Linked DNA regions of Sus scrofa: region 1 is linked to region 2. Evidence: chromatin contacts called from public Hi-C data. All regions are on one chromosome and are shown on one strand. Each heading gives the region's core, a stretch centred on a gene start, on an enhancer-like site or on the middle of the called end of the contact. The rest is flanking DNA. Distances are from core to core; before and after follow the strand shown. Region 1 overlaps LOC102166195 (a long non-coding RNA gene). Region 2 holds the start of BET1L (BET1-like protein).

The links. Hi-C and Micro-C count contacts between places; a contact is called where the count stands out from the background.
Region 1: a contact with region 2 is called in a Hi-C map of liver, with 2.9 times the contacts expected there. The contact joins the enhancer-like site here to the promoter of BET1L in region 2. A contact is called at or near these places in 1 of 5 promoter capture datasets (liver), 11 of 47 Hi-C or Micro-C datasets (alveolar macrophages, embryonic fibroblasts, fetal heart ventricle and 7 more) and 2 of 2 datasets of contacts at active chromatin or transcription factors (alveolar macrophages and skeletal muscle).

Annotation. Positions count from the first base shown.
Region 1 is chr2:176,695-180,932 of Sscrofa11.1, reverse strand. It overlaps LOC102166195 (a long non-coding RNA gene), which reads left to right. Exons shown (of 4, transcript XR_002341370.1): 2 at 1,277-1,488. LOC110259204 (a long non-coding RNA gene) reads right to left here. Exons shown (of 4, transcript XR_002341372.1): 4 at 1,847-4,238. Among named protein-coding and RNA genes, the nearest start is that of B4GALNT4, 14 kb to the left of the region's middle. Within about 2 kb of position 1,487, at least 54 of the 83 cell types and tissues checked have an H3K27ac peak or open chromatin away from gene starts, as enhancers often do. A contact at or near this core is called in liver, mesenteric adipose tissue, retroperitoneal adipose tissue and 2 more, where this site is marked.
Region 2 is chr2:29,349-33,590 of Sscrofa11.1, reverse strand. It overlaps BET1L (BET1-like protein), which reads left to right and starts at 1,631. Exons shown (of 3, transcript XM_021082526.1): 1 at 1,631-3,089; 2 at 4,234-4,242. The coding sequence starts at 3,071. It overlaps RIC8A (synembryn-A), which reads right to left and starts at 1,456. Exons shown (of 10, transcript XM_003124225.4): 1 at 1,214-1,456; 2 at 891-938; 3 at 214-804. The coding sequence starts at 1,297.

The DNA.
Region 1 (4,238 bases), core at 238-2,737, 150 kb before region 2:
GACCTGTGCCAATTTGAGTTTGGCTGAGGGTAGGATTGTTGAGGGAGGCTGGTGGCTGCAGGCCCCATGCGTCCCATGTGTCCTTGCTGAATGGCCAGATTGTGGGGTCCACTGTCTGAGGCTGAGTAGTTTCTGTAGCCATCGCTGACACCCCCAGCCAAGTCAAGGGGACCCAGAAGGACCACCACTGACTGCCTCCTCCTGGAGCAGGGACTTGGTGGATTTTCTGCTTGCCCCACAGCCCTGGGTCCCTCAGCGGTGACATGACCCACTGCATGCCGCCCATCACACCACCCCTGGGACACGGGGCAGGATCTGGTGCTGCCGTGTGAGGCCGTATGCCATGACCCCACTTCTCGCTGTCTCCCATCGGCACCTGTTGAGTGGAGAGAGGCTTATTCCTGGCATCCTCTGTGAGGCTGCAGTTCTGCCTGGGTCATGGGCAGCTCAGCCCCTGCATGCACCACTCATCCAGGACCCGACCAGCATCATGCAGGCCTTGCCACTGCCCTGTGGCTGCTCTGAGTCCCCGCCCCCACCCAGATCTGGCCTCTGACCACTTCCTCTCTGGATTCCCTTTTCTGGAGGGATACACTGCCTTTCTGTGCCCCAGGGCCTTTGTATGGCTGTCTCCTCTAGCCAGAATGTTCCCCGCAGCTCCTCCCTTAGAGGCTTTCATCCCTGGCTCTCACTAGCCGCACTTTCTTAGAGATCCCTCACTTCCTCCCATGTCATCACAAGGTGTGAGTCGCAGGGCTTCGTGTTCCTCCTGGCGCTTACCAAATCCCGAACGTAACCTCCTACTACTTATTTGTTGCTCTTTTTAGGGCCGCACCTGCAGCATGTGGAGGGTCCCGGGCTAGGGGTGGAATCGGAGCTGCAGCTGGGGGCCTGCCCCACAGCCACAGCAGTGCGATCCCAGTGGGATCTGTGACCATGCCGCAGCTCGTGGCGATGCCGGATCCTTAACTTGTGAGCCGTGGTAGCAACTCCATATCCTCCTTTCTTGTTTTAAACTTTAAAAATTGCGGTGTGGTTGATGTTTCCTGCTTGCTTATTTGTTTGTATTTTTGTCTTTTCCCTACTGCGCTTTAAGCTCCTTGAGGGCAGGGCTGGTCCTTCCTCCCAGCATGTCCCGAACTCCTTGTGAGGGCAGGGTGTCCTGCCCAGCTGGGGGACTCCCTGGAGGAGCTGGGCAGTCTCTTCCTGCAGACGCTGGTCCTGACCCCACAGCAGCAGGGCTTGTCCAGCCACCATTCCTTCCACATCTCTGCAGGTCCCTCTCCATCAGCGCTGGGTCAACAGCCCCAGGCTAAGACAAGAACCCCTACTTGGGTCCAGCAACCCTTCCCTGTCCCTGCAGCCGCGTTTTGTCCTGGAGGCCACCAGGTGGCGTCGCAGGCCCACGCGTGATCGGCGAGGACTGCGGAGGCGCCCCGGCTCCTGTCTCCAGGAGGCGGTGGGGCGGGGGTCGGAGCCTTTCGGGAGGTAAGGGTTTGCATCTGGCGAGCTGCTGAGGGGGGCCTGAGTCATCCAAGCGGCTCAGGTGGTGTCCTGTGAGGGGGCGGCAAATTCCTGGGGCTGGGAGTGCAGGGACCTGGGGGGGGGGCTGGGGGAACGCGGGGACCGGGAGCACAGGCACCGGGGTGGGGGGCTGGAGGACGCGCGGCGACGGGGAGCGCAGGGACGGGGAGCACAGGGACCAGGGTGGGGGGCGCGGGGACTGAGGACGGGGATCGGGGGCGTGGGGATGGGGAACTCAGGGACCCGGGTGGGGGCGGAGAGCACACGACCGGGCGGGGGCGCGGGAACCCAGGGCGGGGGCGCGGGAACCCAGGGCGGGGGCGTGGCTGCCGCTTCCACCCCCGCCGATTCCCCGAAGTGACGGCGCCGGCTCGCGGGAGGCGGGGGAGCGGGGAGGCCCGGAGGCCGGGAGGCCGGGAAGTGGGAGGGGCGCGGGCGCAAAGGTCTGTCGGGCCCTGAGGGCAGCAGAGCTTTGTTTGTGAGAAGAGGTGAAAGTACAGGAGACGCGAGGGTGGGTTTGTGGGCGTGCTCCCCTCTGAGACCAGCAGAGGAAGAGGGGGGGCGGCGGGGACTGGGGCATCTCCTTTGCTGAACTTGTGACGGGGAGCCCAGCTTAGAAAAGGGGCCACGGGTGGGGCCCCAACATTTCCCCTCAGATCTGAGCCTTGGGGAGCCCCTCCAACCTCCGGCTGCGAAGGCAGCTCCCTGGAGCCTGCCTGAACCTCAGAGCCGGTGAGCCTGCTGGCAGCGGTCTGGGTGCCCTGTCTCCCTAGACCACGGGCCATCTGGTGAGGAGGAGGAGGAGGAGGAGGAGAGGGGCTGCAGGCGGTAGGAGGTGGCCCTTGGGGCAAAGGTGATGTGGGCGCAGAAGCCTTCGATTCCTCTGCTCGGGTCTGCAGGCCCCTGTGGGAACACCCGAGGATGTGTTGTGGGCAGTGGGGTGTTGTTTCCCCCTGACCAGGGGCTCTGTCCTCTAAAACCGTTTTAGGTTCACTTGTCAGCCTGCACGTGGGTGAAATCTCCTGCCTTTCAGCTCCTCCCAGAAGACCCCTCCCAACCTCCAAAGAGATAAGCAGGGCCCAGCCCCCAGGCCCCGGCCTTTGCTTCCTTAACCAGTGTGGCCTGATGCCAAGGTCCCACCAGGCTGCCCCGCTGAGAAGCAGCGTCCACCAGGCTGGGCCCTGCCTCCCTCCAGGTGGCAGCCCTGTGGGGACCCTCTGCGGGGGGCTGGGGGTCTTCGCCCCCTTAACATCTTGACATGGACAAGAACAGACTGTTCTTCAGACGAACTGGGGCCCCGGTTCCCATCTCATCCTGCTTTCCACCCCACCTTACCCTCAACTGCGTCATCCAGTGCAGCGGAAACTACACTTTCCAGCGCCAAGAGGCTGTGATGCTGTGATAGCCCAAATTTGAATATAAACCCTATCCTAGGAGAAATTACGGTACAGGCATTGATTCTTCCTACAGTAATCTAAGCCTCAAAGGAACTGAACTAAAGTTCTCAAGTTCAAATCCAAAAAAAGTTCAAGTACTAGGAAAGAGAACAGTGGCAAATGTTGGGAAAGTCAGAGCTTTGTCCTGTTGCTGCTGTTTCTGATGATTTATGGGCGGGGAGGCAGCTGGGAGGTGGGATGGACTCCCTACACATGAGCCAGCCTGGGTTTGCAGGGTTTGGGCTCACGGTCTGGGAACGCTTCAACAATGAAAAAACAGTCGGTTTTGCTGTGTGTGTGTTGGGGTGGGAAGGCTTTCCCCTTCTTCCCTTCTAGGGTTTTTGGCTTGTGTAATAATTAAATTGATATAAAACAAGGTAGCAGAAGAAAAACAAATTTTGCGTGTATCGGAGCCCCCTAAAGACATGCGACCATGAGACTGGAATTGGCACTGCCTTGTGCCATGGGCCAAAAACCAAACCAAAAGAAAAACACCCATGAGACCCAAAGGGCAGCCGGTAATTGTGGCTTTTCTAACTTCCTGAGCTAAGGAGAGGGGTGGGGCCTGGGGGCACAAAAGGATGTGAAAGAAAGGCTTCTCTGTTTGCAGTAAGTCTACACCGCTTCCCCATCCAGCCTCCTGGTACGTCACACAGTGGCCACAGGGCAGGTAAAGCACTTTGCCTGAAGCTGCCCGATGTTGATGCCTTTAGCTCAAAATAAGCCTTCTGCCAAAGCCGGCAAATCCTGCTCCCCTTCCGTTTAAGGACAAAATCCTTCTCAGGGTCTTCTATCCGTGGCCCTGGAGTTGGAGGGAGAGGCAGCAGGGGCTAGGGGTCCCCTGAGCACTTTGGGTCCCTGCCTTCCTCTCCCTGCCGGAGTTTTCAGCCCTCTAGGGTTAAATCAACACACACAGGGTCGCGCTCCTTTAAAAGGGTGCAAGGATGAATATGATTCTCTTTTTTTGGCCACATCGTCAGTGGCTGGATGTGGGATCTCAGTTCCAGACAAGGGGTTGAACCTGGGCTGCGGTGGCGATAGCCCTGCATCCCAGCCATTTGGCCACCAGGGAACTCCCCGAAGAGGATTTTCCCATCACCAGAGCTGCAGGCTCACAGCTGAGGCTCTTTCCGCCTCCCAGAGGTTTTCTGGGCAAAACCCCAGGATGCTCCAGGAGCAGAGACTGGGGTGTCCAAGGGAGAGAGGGGAGGCGGTGGGGAAGTCTCTCTGGTCAGTGGTCACCCCCGAGAGCAGCACACCTCAGGCTGTGGCTTCTGC
Region 2 (4,242 bases), core at 382-2,881:
CAGCACTCCTGGTGTTGCAAGAGCCAGATACGCGCTCTGATTCCTCGATGCCCTTATACGGAACGGGCACCTCCCTGCCTCCTCCTGACAAGCGCTGCTGTGCAGATGTCCTCCTGGTCCGACACCCAGAAACTTGAGGGTACCTGGCAGAGAGGCAGGTCCCGGAAGCATCCTAGTTGTTAAGCCCAACCGAAGGCTGAGGCCAGCCCTCACCTCATCCACCTCCCTCTTGATGGAGTCGAAGGTGATGTTGAAAAGCACTTTGAGGATCTCCATGGCCCGTTCGGTCTCCTGGGAAGGAAGGAGTTCCGGGGGTCCCTCTCCAGGGGTCATTCCCAGCGTCAGCTCCAGTGCCTCGGTCAGCAGGTGCACTCCCTGCAGCTCCTCAAACAGCTGCCTGCGCACATCAGTGCGAAGCGCCGTTAGCAAGAAGAGGAGGCGCAAGTCAAAGAACTGGACGTCATGCGGGAAGCTGCTCTGGCGGTACAGTCTCACTCGCTCTGCGAGCCTCACCACTAGCCCCGCCTCTGCGGCGAGCACCTGTGCCACGGAGCTGCTCAGCACGAGGTTGCACAGGCACTTAAGGGACTCGAGCACAACATCCATGTCCAGAGTCTCAGGACACGACCCCTTCGAAGCAGAGATGCCAGCATAGCAGGCAAGCGCTTGCAGGCTCTGGCGGCTGGTGAACGAGTCCAGGCAGCTGCGGTCCCTCGACAGGATGCGGATGCTCTGCAGCCAGATGACTCGGCGGGAAGGTGACAAGCCCTGCTCCAGGACTGAGACCAGCAGCTCCGCCAGTCTCTGTGGGCAGGGGAATAGAGCGGTTCCATCAGGCTCCTCTACCTGGGCCACCCGTCCCTGCCCCTTTACCCTTGATAAGCACCCACCTTCCTGTCCTCCTGTTGGGCATCGTCAAACGTGAAGCTCTGGGAGTTCTGCAAACAGACCCAGAAGATTAGGAGGCACAGGTCCACCGAAGCAGAATCCGAGCTCCAAGGCCGCAGACACCGCTCTCAATAGACAGGGCTCCCTTTCCCCACGGCACCCCCAGCAACTCTTCAAAGACTCGGTGCCCCTCCCCGCCGTGCTCGCCAACACCCTCAGCCTTCCGCCACGCTCACCACTCACACCCTCCCCGCCGGCCACGCGCGCGGGACCCACCCAGCCCCACCTCCTCCCTGCGCGTCCCACGTCCATAGCTCCCGCTCACCTCCCGGTTGTAGGCGCGCAGAGCCTCCATAACCACGTCCTCCTCCCCCGTCTCTATAGCATCCACTACCGCCCGAGGCTCCATGGCGCTCCCGGGACCCCGGCCCGAGGAAGCGGAAGGTACCTCGCTCCAAGGCTCTGGGCCCCAGACGGCCCGCCCGGCCCTAGCTCGGCGCGCGGGGGAGGCCGGGAAGGGGCGTGCGCGGCGCCGCGCGGGCGGGGGCCCGGGCTGCGCGCGGCGCCGCGCGGGGCGGGGGCCCGGGCTGCGCGCGGCGCCGCGCGGGGCGGGGGCCCGGGCTGCGCGCGGCGCCGCGCGGGGCGGGGGCCCGGGCTGCGCGCGGCGCCGCGCGGGGCGGGGGCCCGGGCTGCGCGCGGCGCCGCGCGGGGCGGGGGCCCGGGCTGCGCGCGCCTTAAAGTGGAGAGGCCTAGAAGAGCCCTCGGGAATTTAAAGGCTTTGATGTCTAGTCACGTTGCCTTTCAGTGTCCGACTCAGTGGTTATCCGACCACGGGCCTGAATCGCTCCGGCTCCGAGCAGTGAATTCCCTACGGGAGAGGGCCTTAGCTTCTCACCCCGCTATTACACGCACACTACACCCCTCTTGATGTACAGAACGAATGAGATGTTCCGAGGAAAGACGAAGTGGAAAGGACTTTGCAGCCCCGGGACCACTTTGTTTATTAAGCAGGCGTTTGAGGGCCTACAGCATGCAAGGAACCAGGATGTGGGTGAACAGAACCCACAGGTCCTTGCCTTCGTGGAGCTTATATTGCAGAGGTGAAAACAAAAACGGGAAAACGGGAAGACTTTAAGCAGTCATAGTGCTGTGATTGAAAAAGGGGCCTGATGGGCTCCAAGGGGATTTGAATAAGTGTCGCTTTTGCTGAGACCAGAGGAAGAAGTGAGCCAGGAAGGGATGTGGGGGAAGTTCATTCAAGGCCGAAGGAGCCGGCAGAGTAAAGGTGGGAATGGCCGTTGTAGGAGAAAGAGATCATTGTTGGGGCTGAGAGACAGGGGAGAGTGGGGAGGGAAGGTCCAGGTCAGGATGAAGGCAAAGCCTGATCATGTGCAGGGACTTCCTGGCTGTGTAAGCAGACACATCTTCTGGCCTGGACCCAGTTCCCTCTTTTGAAAAGCAGAGATGATAAAAGGTCCCATTTCGGTGGGTTGTCAGCACTAAACGACACAGAGTGAATGCTCCATTACAGTGGGTGAATAACATATACTCCACCCACTGCGCAACAAGCCTTTGTTGAGCATCTATTTTGTGCCAGACCCCTTGTCAGTGCCCGGGTGCAAGGTCGCAGCACCGGCTCCTCCTGCCCCTAACTCCCCTCACGCTCCCACTCTTCTTCCTGATTTCCCGTTTTCCTTCAAGTGCTTCATCCCTGAGATTTTTGCAGCGCTCGCTTGTTCCAGGCACTGATCCCCTCTTTATCCCGCCGGCAGCATCTGGAGCGTGCTTCACACCGAGTCCTCGCCTTAACCGCACCGCAGCCGGGCGGGCCTCGGACCCCGGGCCGTGTCGCCGCGAGGAGCCTCTCTCGCCTGAGAAAGGGCCGTGAGCTCTTTCCAGTTAGGATTTGACACCGCCTTCGGCAGGAATGGCCGCGGAATTGTCTGTCGGCACCATGATGCTATTAAAAACGATAACCTTCCAGCAGTCCCAGGAGCGAACCAGCGGCCCTGTTCACAAGGCAGGCGGTGGAGGAAACGTCAGTTCTTCTCCGTCCAGCCCGCTCGCCCGCTCGGCCGGAAGTTGGAGGGCCCCGGGCGGAAGGGGCGGGACGGGAAGTCCCTCCCCGACGGCTGCGCCACATCCCGGGAGGCTGTAGCTCTGCGGGTCCGTGCTGGGCGCGATGGCGGACTGGGCTCGGGGTGAGCATTGGGGAGCGGAGGCAGGTGGCGGCGGTGCTGGAACCGATGCCGCTGCCTGCAGGAGTCGCTTTCGCCCGCCCCCGCCTCTCTGGGTGGCTTTGGCCGGCAGACACTGAGAACAGGCGGAGCCAGGGCGGCGTGGGTGGGGCCCTCGGGCGGTCTTGCCCGGCTTCTCGGTGAAGCTGCGGGGTCCGGATGTCCGCTGTCCCCACCCCTTCCGCCCTCGTGAGACTGTTCTGCACGGGACCTCAGCCAGACGGGCTGGTCGACTGTTCCGGAGGCCAGCCCCAAGGAGTGAGGGCTGCGCGTGATGGCCCAAGAAGGCCTCGTACCGACTGGGGCTGGGAGTGGCCCACTTGCCCTCTGGGAACCCCTGTTCTTATCTGCGAAGTGGGATGCTGATGCTTGTTTCCGCTGGGCTTGCGGCATTTACAGATTTAATGGATGAAAGCGGTTGGTAGGATGCTAACATCTCGTGGCATCTTTACACATCCATGATTTCTAGGGTTGTGATCCTATTAGATGAGCCTCCCTGAGACATCTGGCCCACGGCAAATCTGGCCTGTGAACTTGGGGAGGCAGTTCTCATCTACTTGATAGGATGGTTATACCAAGTCAAGTCATAAGTCCCAGCCCCTGTCCTGGGCCAGGTCTCAGCAACCACTGCTCTGGGTGTTGTGTAAGGCTCTGTGTAGGATGCAGAGCTGAGCAGATCTATGCCCTGCTCGTGAGATCGACCTCCCCTTCTGTTCATGACTTTTTCCTAAGTCCTTGCCAGAGTTTACTGGTTTTCTCTGAGAACAGGTCCCCTCTACGTCGCTGGTGACATCTGGGCTGACATACCAGTCCATCCAGAGGGGATGGTACAGGTTTTGTCACAGAGTATCAGAAGGTGCTGCCCACCCATCCGGGCTTGGATGCCTACACAGAACAAGTGCTCTCGCACGCTGTCCTTCACGCGGCTGTCTCGTGTGTGAAGTTCACGCTTTGGACCCTGGGTTAGGGCAGGACCTGTTCAGCAGACACAGGAAAGCCCAGTCCCCCTGGACTAGATGGAATTGGAGTGAGAGCCCTGAGGGCAGAGGTCAAGAGGGTGCGCGTGGGTGGGTGCACACTCTCACCCCCTCTCTGTCTCTTCTCACAGCTCAGAGCC